Linked DNA regions of Mus musculus: all the other regions are linked to region 3. Evidence: chromatin contacts called from public HiChIP or PLAC-seq data. All regions are on one chromosome and are shown on one strand. The core of a region is the stretch at or near the end of the contact, and the rest is flanking DNA. Distances in the headings are between cores, read along the strand shown.

The links. HiChIP or PLAC-seq counts read pairs in DNA pulled down with a chosen protein or histone mark.
Region 1: a contact with region 3 is called in an H3K4me3 HiChIP or PLAC-seq map of the SCID.adh cell line, with 10 read pairs. The contact joins the enhancer-like site here to the promoter of Zfp280b in region 3. A contact is called at or near these places in 1 of 484 Hi-C or Micro-C datasets (Th1 cells), 6 of 115 datasets of contacts at active chromatin or transcription factors (the SCID.adh cell line, embryonic forebrain, embryonic stem cells and 2 more) and 1 of 9 other capture datasets (pancreatic islet).
Region 2: a contact with region 3 is called in a CTCF HiChIP or PLAC-seq map of CD8 T cells, with 11 read pairs. The contact joins the enhancer-like site here to the promoter of Zfp280b in region 3. A contact is called at or near these places in 1 of 39 promoter capture datasets (hippocampal neurons), 4 of 15 datasets of contacts at CTCF or cohesin (CD8 T cells, embryonic stem cells, large pre-B cells and 1 more), 6 of 484 Hi-C or Micro-C datasets (B cells, embryonic stem cells, pre-B cells and 1 more), 6 of 115 datasets of contacts at active chromatin or transcription factors (the 230-238 cell line, the SCID.adh cell line, embryonic stem cells and 1 more) and 2 of 9 other capture datasets (liver and pancreatic islet).

Annotation. Positions count from the first base shown.
Region 1 is chr10:76,066,543-76,069,242 of GRCm38.p6, forward strand. The region is part of intron 11 of Slc5a4b (solute carrier family 5 (neutral amino acid transporters, system A), member 4b); the gene reads right to left. Among named protein-coding and RNA genes, the nearest start is that of Gm16222, 11 kb to the right of the region's middle. Within about 2 kb of position 1,314, at least 31 of the 459 cell types and tissues checked have an H3K27ac peak or open chromatin away from gene starts, as enhancers often do. A contact at or near this core is called in the SCID.adh cell line, where this site is marked.
Region 2 is chr10:75,977,315-75,980,014 of GRCm38.p6, forward strand. It overlaps Gm5134 (predicted gene 5134), which reads left to right. Exons shown (of 14, transcript NM_198635.3): 6 at 995-1,075. Among named protein-coding and RNA genes, the nearest start is that of Gm40698, 24 kb to the left of the region's middle. Within about 2 kb of position 1,322, at least 28 of the 459 cell types and tissues checked have an H3K27ac peak or open chromatin away from gene starts, as enhancers often do. A contact at or near this core is called in CD8 T cells, the SCID.adh cell line, pro-B cells and 1 more, where this site is marked.
Region 3 is chr10:76,031,181-76,033,880 of GRCm38.p6, forward strand. It overlaps Zfp280b (zinc finger protein 280B), which reads left to right and starts at 1,432. Exons shown (of 2, transcript NM_177475.3): 1 at 1,432-1,569.

The DNA of each region.
Region 1 (2,700 bases), core at 64-2,563, 35 kb after region 3:
TAACAATCAGTAGGTATTATCCCACCCTTTTGAGCAGATCTCTGCAGAGCCACAAAAATGTACTATCTTGTAGTGATGCTATGTAGACAAATAGATGACTTCTTAAGTCTTTTTTTTTTTTTCTGGCTTCTTAAATCTTAATGATGATCCTATAAGAATTCCTAAAATTAGCCAGGCGGTGGTGGCACATGCCTTTAATTCCAGCACTTGGGAAGCAGAGGCAGGCAGATTTCTGAGTTCGAGGCCAGCCTGGTCTACAAAGTGAGTTCCAGGACAGCCAGGGCTACACAGAGAAACCCTGTCTCTAAACAAAACAAAACAACCCCCCCAAAACAAAGAATTCCTAAAATTAGTGATTATTAAGCTCTTTTACAATGGGACTGCTATTAGATCCTTTTCTGATAGTCGAAGCTGCAATGAGAACTCTGTCAGTTTCCCACCAGTTAATTGCTCTTAGTAACCAGACTTTCTCCTACTCAGAGCACATTCATTCTAAGAGGTTGTAAAAGAATTAACCAAAGGTCATAAAAAGGGAACTAATGATTTACTATAGGTGCAGGACAAAAGATAATGTTTTTTTTTTAGTTTAAAGTTTCATTTATTACTATTTTTCTACTTTCATATTTTCTTTCTTTTTTTATTAGATATTTTCTTCATTTACATTTTAAATGCTACCCCAAAAGTCTCCTATACCCTCCCCTGGCCGTGCTCCCCAACCCACCCACTCCCGCTTCCTGGCCCTGGCATTCCCCTGTACTGGGGTATATAATTTTCGCAAGACCAAGGGCCTCTAATCCCATTGATGGCCAACTAGGCCATCCTCTGCTACATATGCAACTAGAGAAAAGATAAAATATTGACTGGGCTTATCTAGACAAAACTTCACTAACAATTTAGTTATGGTTTTAAACCTCCAGTGAACCTGTGGAGCTCTGACAGGTGATGGATGTTTAGCCAGATAATTACTCCTAATGAATATGCATGCACACATTCGCTGTTGTAAACTTCTATTTCAATTTATGATTTGACTTTTTGTGTGAACTTGTGATGAACTTTGTAACATGTGATCGTGTATTCTGAAAGATGTATAAGTACTGAGAAAAAAAAGAGACAAGAAAAAGAATTTTTCCCTGGTCTTCCTTAGGATCTTTCTGCTTTCCCGTTTTCTTAGATAGCTTTCATAGAAAGCATTTTACAACTTAGTAGAAAACACTATAATCACTTTTCAAACTGTTCCTTTTCCTTCCTGTGCCTTCTGACTAGCAGGCTGAAAGCTAGAGCAGCTAGTTCCTGCTGAGACAGAACAAAGGCTGCATTGCTTAATCCTCAGCTGTTAGGCTACAGGTGTTAATCGCCCAGGCCAGCAGCGGTTTACCCTTTGAAAGAGCAAGAAAGGTTTTTTTGTTTTGTTTTGTTTTGTTTTGTTTTGAGGGCTTTCCAGAAGTTATCTTCAGCACTTCCGTATAGTTAAAGAGCTAGAATGTCCGGAGACACTCAGACTTTAAAGCCATGCCAGAGTCCTACTCTGTACCCTATCTCCACCCTCTCCAGGCCGGAAGTCTCTCTCTGTCTCTGTCTCTCTGTCTCTGTCTCTGTCTCTCTCTCTTTCTCTCTCTCTCTCTCTCTCACACACACACACACACACACACTTCAATTGTAAAGAGTCAAGACCTGGAACTAGGGGCATTTTAGAGTTTGTATGCCAGGTGGTTAATGTGTTACTTATTGTTGCTCTTGCTGCAAAAGCACAATACACACAGTCCATTAGACACACACTCCATTAGACACACACTCCATTCCCCCTGCAGCCAATGTGAATGTAAACTTGTTAAAGCTCTTCCAACGTTGCTCTCCATAGACACTGCACTCATGTGCCAGACGGAGAGTGTCTCCACCTTGGACGAACTGAGCACCAACACCCAGTTTGCTCAGTGTGCAATCTGTGGAGAATGAGAGATTCCAGTTTCCTAATGGCTTCAGAACAAGGCTCACCCGCCAGCCCACGCAGATGGAGAGATCTGCTTTCACCACGGGAGACCCACATGGCTATACAGTGTAAGGGAGAAATGACACGCCTGCTATTTCATCAGTTCATTCAGAGTTATTCTTACCATTAATTTTTGCAAAAGTCATATTGTCTCTTCTTTCAAAATCGCTTTTCATATTTCTTTTAAATTGAGACTAATGAATATTCTCTAATATTAATTAAAATGAAATGCATACACATCCCAATCTCCCAACCTCCCTGATAGAATTTCATGTTCATACAAGCCAACAGACAGAAATACTGCAGTCAGATGCCCATGAACAGTAAATTCTAATATATTCCTATAATATATATACATATATATGTATAAATATATACTATATAAGTAGAAATACACACATATATGCATACACACATACCTATATCCATATATACAGTGATTAAATGAATAAACTATCCCAGAACAATGCAACATGACTGGCCATGGAAGAATTAGAAATCCCACTGTGTTATTCTGGTTATCATATATTTCTTTAAAGATTTATTTATTTATTACATGTAAGTACATTGTAGCTGCCTTCAGACACTCCAGAAAAGGGTGTCAGACCTCATTATGGATGGTTGTGAGCCACCATGTGGTTGCTGGGATTTGAACTTAGGACCTTCGGAAAAGCAGTTGGTGCTCTTAACCGCTGAGCCATCTCTCCAGCCCT
Region 2 (2,700 bases), core at 72-2,571, 54 kb before region 3:
AGCCATTTTTATTCTACACAGTGTGACCAGAGGTCAAGGAGAGAGAATCAGGGAGAGAAAGTGGTCAGCAAGTTTCCCAGTAGTGGCAAGGAGTCTAAATTGGCTTTTTCTTCCTAGCGGTGATGCTTGGAGACAAGTTAGGGTTGTTAAAAGTGGGCAGGGGCGGGGTGTGGAGGCGTACTCCTTTAATCCCAGCACTCAGGAGGCAGAGGCAGGCGGATTTCTGAGTTCGAGGCCAGCCTCATCTACAGAGTGAGTTCCAGGACAGTGGGCAGGGACTGAGGGAAGGTGCTATTGAGGGGGTAGACTCCAGGGCCGGCGCTTCCAGACTGAGTCTCTGGGATCAAAGATATACATGTTTGATTAGGAAACTGGTCAGAGTTTATTTTTTTATTTATTTAAAAACCATGGAGAGCAAAAGAAAATTGGGACATAGAAAGTGTAACTATTCTACCGCTTCGATGTGTCTTCTGTTGCTGTTGCTGTCTGGGGATGGATAACATCATGTGGACACGGAAAAGAAGGAACCGTTAGTGAATCAAGACAAACACACCTGAAACAAACGGGCGAGCGAGTGGCACATTAACTCGGGAACTGCCCACAACTGCTCTCTTATTACACTACAAAAATGTACGTGTAGGCACAGAACAGTGAGATTTCTGAAAAACTGTATCGCGTTAGCACCCTCAGAATTTATCCCATTGCTTTTAGTGGGAGTTTTATTGGTTCACCAAAGTTGGCAAAACTGAAAAAAAAAAAAAATCCCCCCAAAGCCCAGGAATTATGGGAGGGAAAGAGGGAGGGAAAGAGGGAGGGAAAGAGGGAGGGAAGAAAGGAGGGGAGGGGGAGAGGGATGAGCTAGATTTAGCAGATGCAAATCTGTAAGGAATCTGAAAGGAGATGGGGTGGGGGGCAGGACATACCGCATAGGCAACTGAGAGGTTGCTATGAGCAGGAAGTACTTGTGGCTTTTCTTTTTTTCCTTCCTCTTCAGGTGGCCTGGCCACTGTGGCTTACGTTGAGAGCTTACAAGCTGGTATCATGATTTTGGGCTCAGCCTTGTTAATGGGTTATGGTGAGTAAACACCCCACCCCTCCCATCCCATCCCCCCAGGCGAAATCTTTGAATCTAGGGTTACACTGGGGGGTAGGGGGGCGTCATGAGCTGCCACATCTTATGCATCTTAAGGGGGTGAAGATGAAGTGACTGAACTAGTCAGAACCCAAGAGCAGGTCAAAGGTCATGCACCCTCACTGCAGGGGTAAGGGGTGGGGGTGACGTGGTGAAGTGCAGATGGTGGACTCCAGGGCTGTGGTCCAGCACGCTCCTCCCCAGCCCATATGTTGTCCTTGGTCTCCAGTTGGAAGCCCCTTCCGTTTGCCTGCTCAGGTCCAGAAGAGCCACCCCCTGCTGTGTGATTCTACTCACCCAAATCGCTGCCACACAGGACACCCTGCTGTCCCCATAGACCTCAACGATTGCTTCACGAGTAAATCACACACACTTCATCCAAAAGTTCTGGCGCTCACACAAAGTGTTCTTTACAGAAAGTACAGCCGGAAGAGTTAAGGCTGTACTAAATGAGAATAAATAGCCAATTCAGAGGGTTCAGCAGAGTGGAAGGGACAGGCGCACTTGTGGTATATGTGCAGCCTCAGAGAGAAGACACTAAACACTCTATTTAATACTAGCTGTAAGCTGGGTGGAGATAGGCAGCCTTTTGCAGAGTCCTTTTGTTCCCACTTTGCTCAGACTGTTTACCAAGAGTGACTTTTGAGCTGTAACAAGTGACACATGCACACACACGCACGCATGCACACACACATGTACCCCCCTTCTTCTGGTTTTCATCCAGCCTGTAAGGGTTTTGCTCATTTTTTTTAAGAGGATTTATTTCTTTATTATATGTAAGTACACTGTAGCTGTCTTCAGACACCTCAGAAGAGGGCATCAGATCTCATTATGGATGGTTGTGAGCCACCATGTGGTTGCTGGGATTTGAACTCAGGACCTCTGGAAGAGCAGCCAGTGCTCTTAACTGCTGAGCCATCTCTCCAGCCGGTTTTGCTCATTTTAACAGGCTGAAAAAGTGTCTCATTTCTCAGAGTTGTTTTACTCCTTAACTCCCAGATATGGTAAGATTGAGCACTTTTCGGTTAATTTAGTTTCCTTTTTTATTACTGGCTCATGATGCTTACTGTATTTCTTCCCAGAACTTCCTTTTGGCCACTGATGTATGCATGAGAATGGTTGTGAGCTGGAAGCAAATATGTTCTTTCAGGCTGAGAGCCAGTCTCTGTGTTGTTTGTATGCATGCATGTGGTGGTGCTGGGAAAAGATGGAGGAGTGTGCATGTGCAGAAGTGTGGCGAGAAGCAGGAGGAGAGTCTGTTGTTTTGCTTTAGCACTTTTGCTAGGATTCCCAACTCTAACTCCCTGACGCTAGGCTAGAAAGGCCCAGAATTCCTCTCATCTTCACATGAGCCCTACAAGGCTGTGGTCACACAGCCACACTTGCCTCTTACAACTTTGATGTTTCTTCTTTTGGGAATTTCATATGTAGATACTGTATCCCATTTCCGTCCTCCCTGTGTCCCCTGATGTGCCTTCTCACGTTCATGACCCCTGATTTTTAAATTATTATTTTTATATGTATGCACATGTGAATTTATGAACACACTAGTGTTGCTCATCTGCAAA
Region 3 (2,700 bases), core at 182-2,681:
GACAGTCTCTGGTAATTAATACAATTTTCTGGTGTAGTAAGAAAACAAGCACAGAGCCGGGCGTGGTAGCGCACACCTTTAATTCCAGCACTCGGGAGGCAGAGGCAGGCAGATTTCTGAGTTGGAGGCCAGCCTGGTCGACAAAGTGAGTTCCAGGACAGCCAGAGCTATACAGAGAAACCCTGTCTCGAAAAACCAAAAAAAAAAAACCAAAAAAAACCAAAAAAACAAACAAAAAAAACCCCAAAAAACAAAAACAAACAAACAAACAAACAAAAAACAAGCACAGGCAAGAAGGAAAAGAATGAGCCGGGCGTGGTGGTGCATGCCTTTAATCCCAGCACTTGGGAGGCAGAGGCAAGCGGATTTCTGAGTTCCAGGACAGCCAGCGCTATACAGAGAGAAACCCTGTCTCGAAAGACCCAAAAAAAAAAAAAAAAAAAAAAAAAAAGAAAAAAAAAGAAAAGAAAAGAAAAGAAAAGAAAAAGAAAAAAAAAGAATGAGCATGTTGTGTTTCAAAACTGAAAACTGAAATTCGAATTTCATGTAATTTGCGCATGCTCCAAAAAGGCATTCATCTTTTGATGGTTTTTATTTTTTAATTTTTTTTTTTATTTTTAGGTTTCTTTGAGACAGGGTCTTACAGTATATCCCTGGCTGCCCTGGAACTCACTCTGTAGACCAGGCTGACCTTGAACTCAGAAATCCGCCTGCCTCTGCCTCCCAAGTGGGTGCACCACCACAGCTGCCCCGCTTTCTGATGTTTTTCAAACAACAAACACAAAACAAACAAACCGAACCTGGGACATCTGTTCTGAGTTTCCTTCCTGATAAAAACAGCCGGCTGATTTGGATTTGTCCCAGAGGCAGCTTTAAGGTTGTTTCAAATTCAGTAGCTAGGTCGTTTTCTAAGTGCAAGGGGCAAGCTTGTGTGCTTATGCAAAAGCTACACACTTGAGAGGAGCTGTCATAGCTGTAATACAGGTGGGCAAACAGTTTCCTAAAGGACTGGGAACCATCTCTGGCCCTGGGCCCAGGCTAGCTGAAGCTCCATTTTTTTTTTCCTTCTTTCTCTCTTATCTATGCCCCTCCCACCCTTCCCACCCCCACTCCTACCTCCTCTCCCTAAGCAGCCACGTTTAACTAGCAATCCTCCTGCCTCAGCCCCCGCTCCCACCCCACCCTATCCCCACCCCCGAGGGAATGCTGGAATGGACGAAAGGCCTGGCTTTGGGTTCCCAAATCTCGCAGGTCCAAGATTTCAGGGGTGGGCATCACCACTGCCTGATCGTCCCAGCTCAGTCCCTCCGCCCGCGGCAGTCACTAGGGGCGCCCGAGTGAGAGAACGCGCCCAGGGGCCTTGAGGAACCAATCAGATCGGCGCTACGCCGCGCGGCTGACCTCGCGTCCACCCTTGGCAGCCAATCACAGGTCGCCGTGGGCTAGTGCGCGCCGGCCGGGGCTTTGGTGTTGGAGCGGCGGGGCCCTGGAGGTCGTGGTGCGGGGCTTCCCGCGCAGCGCCTCGCGGGCCGGGGCGTCCGGGGGAGGCTCAGGTACGCCTGCCGGGAGGTAAGGACAGGGGCGTGGTGCTGGTGACCTCTGCGGGAGCGACCGGGAGGGGACGCCGGGTGAGGGCCTTCTGCGAGTCCCGGGGAAGCGAGCGTGGCTAGGCCGGGAGCCCAGAGACCCCTTCCTGGCAGCCTCCCTCTCCCACGAACCCCCCAGTCCTGGGGCTGGGCCTGCACCCCTTAAATGCCATTCCCATCGCCGAGGGCCCCTCACCTAAAGTCCTGGAGGCTGCAGACCTCGCTACTGGGCTCTCCGACGCCTGCCTCGAAGCTCTGCCACTAGGGAAGGAGGAGGGAGGACCACTTCGTTGAGACCCATTCAAAAAAGTAGGTACAGACGAAATCCGGGTTTGTAGATTAAGTCCCACTCCCAGTTTGGAGATCTGCAGGCCCTTGGAGGCTTTAAAAAGCCATTTTTCTGCGCCCCTCCCCTTCCCATACAGCAATATCTTGTTTATTTTGTTGGCTTTGTGCCCCCTTTGAGCCCCAGTGCAGCTCTCGGGGCTCCTAGCTAGCTAGTTTTGCTTTGAGCAGTGCTCGGTGGGTTGTGTTGTTTTGTTTACTGGGCTATGGTGTTGGAAGGTAGCGTATAAGGTGCTTATAATAACCACACAGACGACAGGGTTGAGGGAGTAGCTTAGTTGGTGGAGTGCTTGCTTGCCTAGTACTACACAAACCGGTTGTGATGACCTCGCACCCAGTACTTGGTTAAGAGGAGACAGACGGCTGTTTCTTTCGTATCAGAGCTAACAAAACGGAAAATAAGCATGAAATAACTGGTAGGTAGTGAAATGGAGTAAAATCTTTTAACACGTAAAATGTAACTAAATCTTAAGAGGTTCTCTGTCTGTCTGATTTACCCCAAGTATGTGACTTGCAGCTCTTGGACTCTCTGAAGCTATTAAAAGTTACAGCGTATATCTGCGGTAAGAGAAAAGGTCTACCTCATTTTCTGACTTCTGTTTGCTGCTGTGATTTGATAAAAAAAAAAAAAAAAATCATTACCATGGGTGATAGCAGAAGGCAGAGGCAGGCGAATCTCTATGAGTTTGAGGGCAACCTGGTCTACAGCGGTAGTAACAGGACAGCCAAAGCTACCCTGTCTTGAAAACAGACAAAGGAACAAAAATTA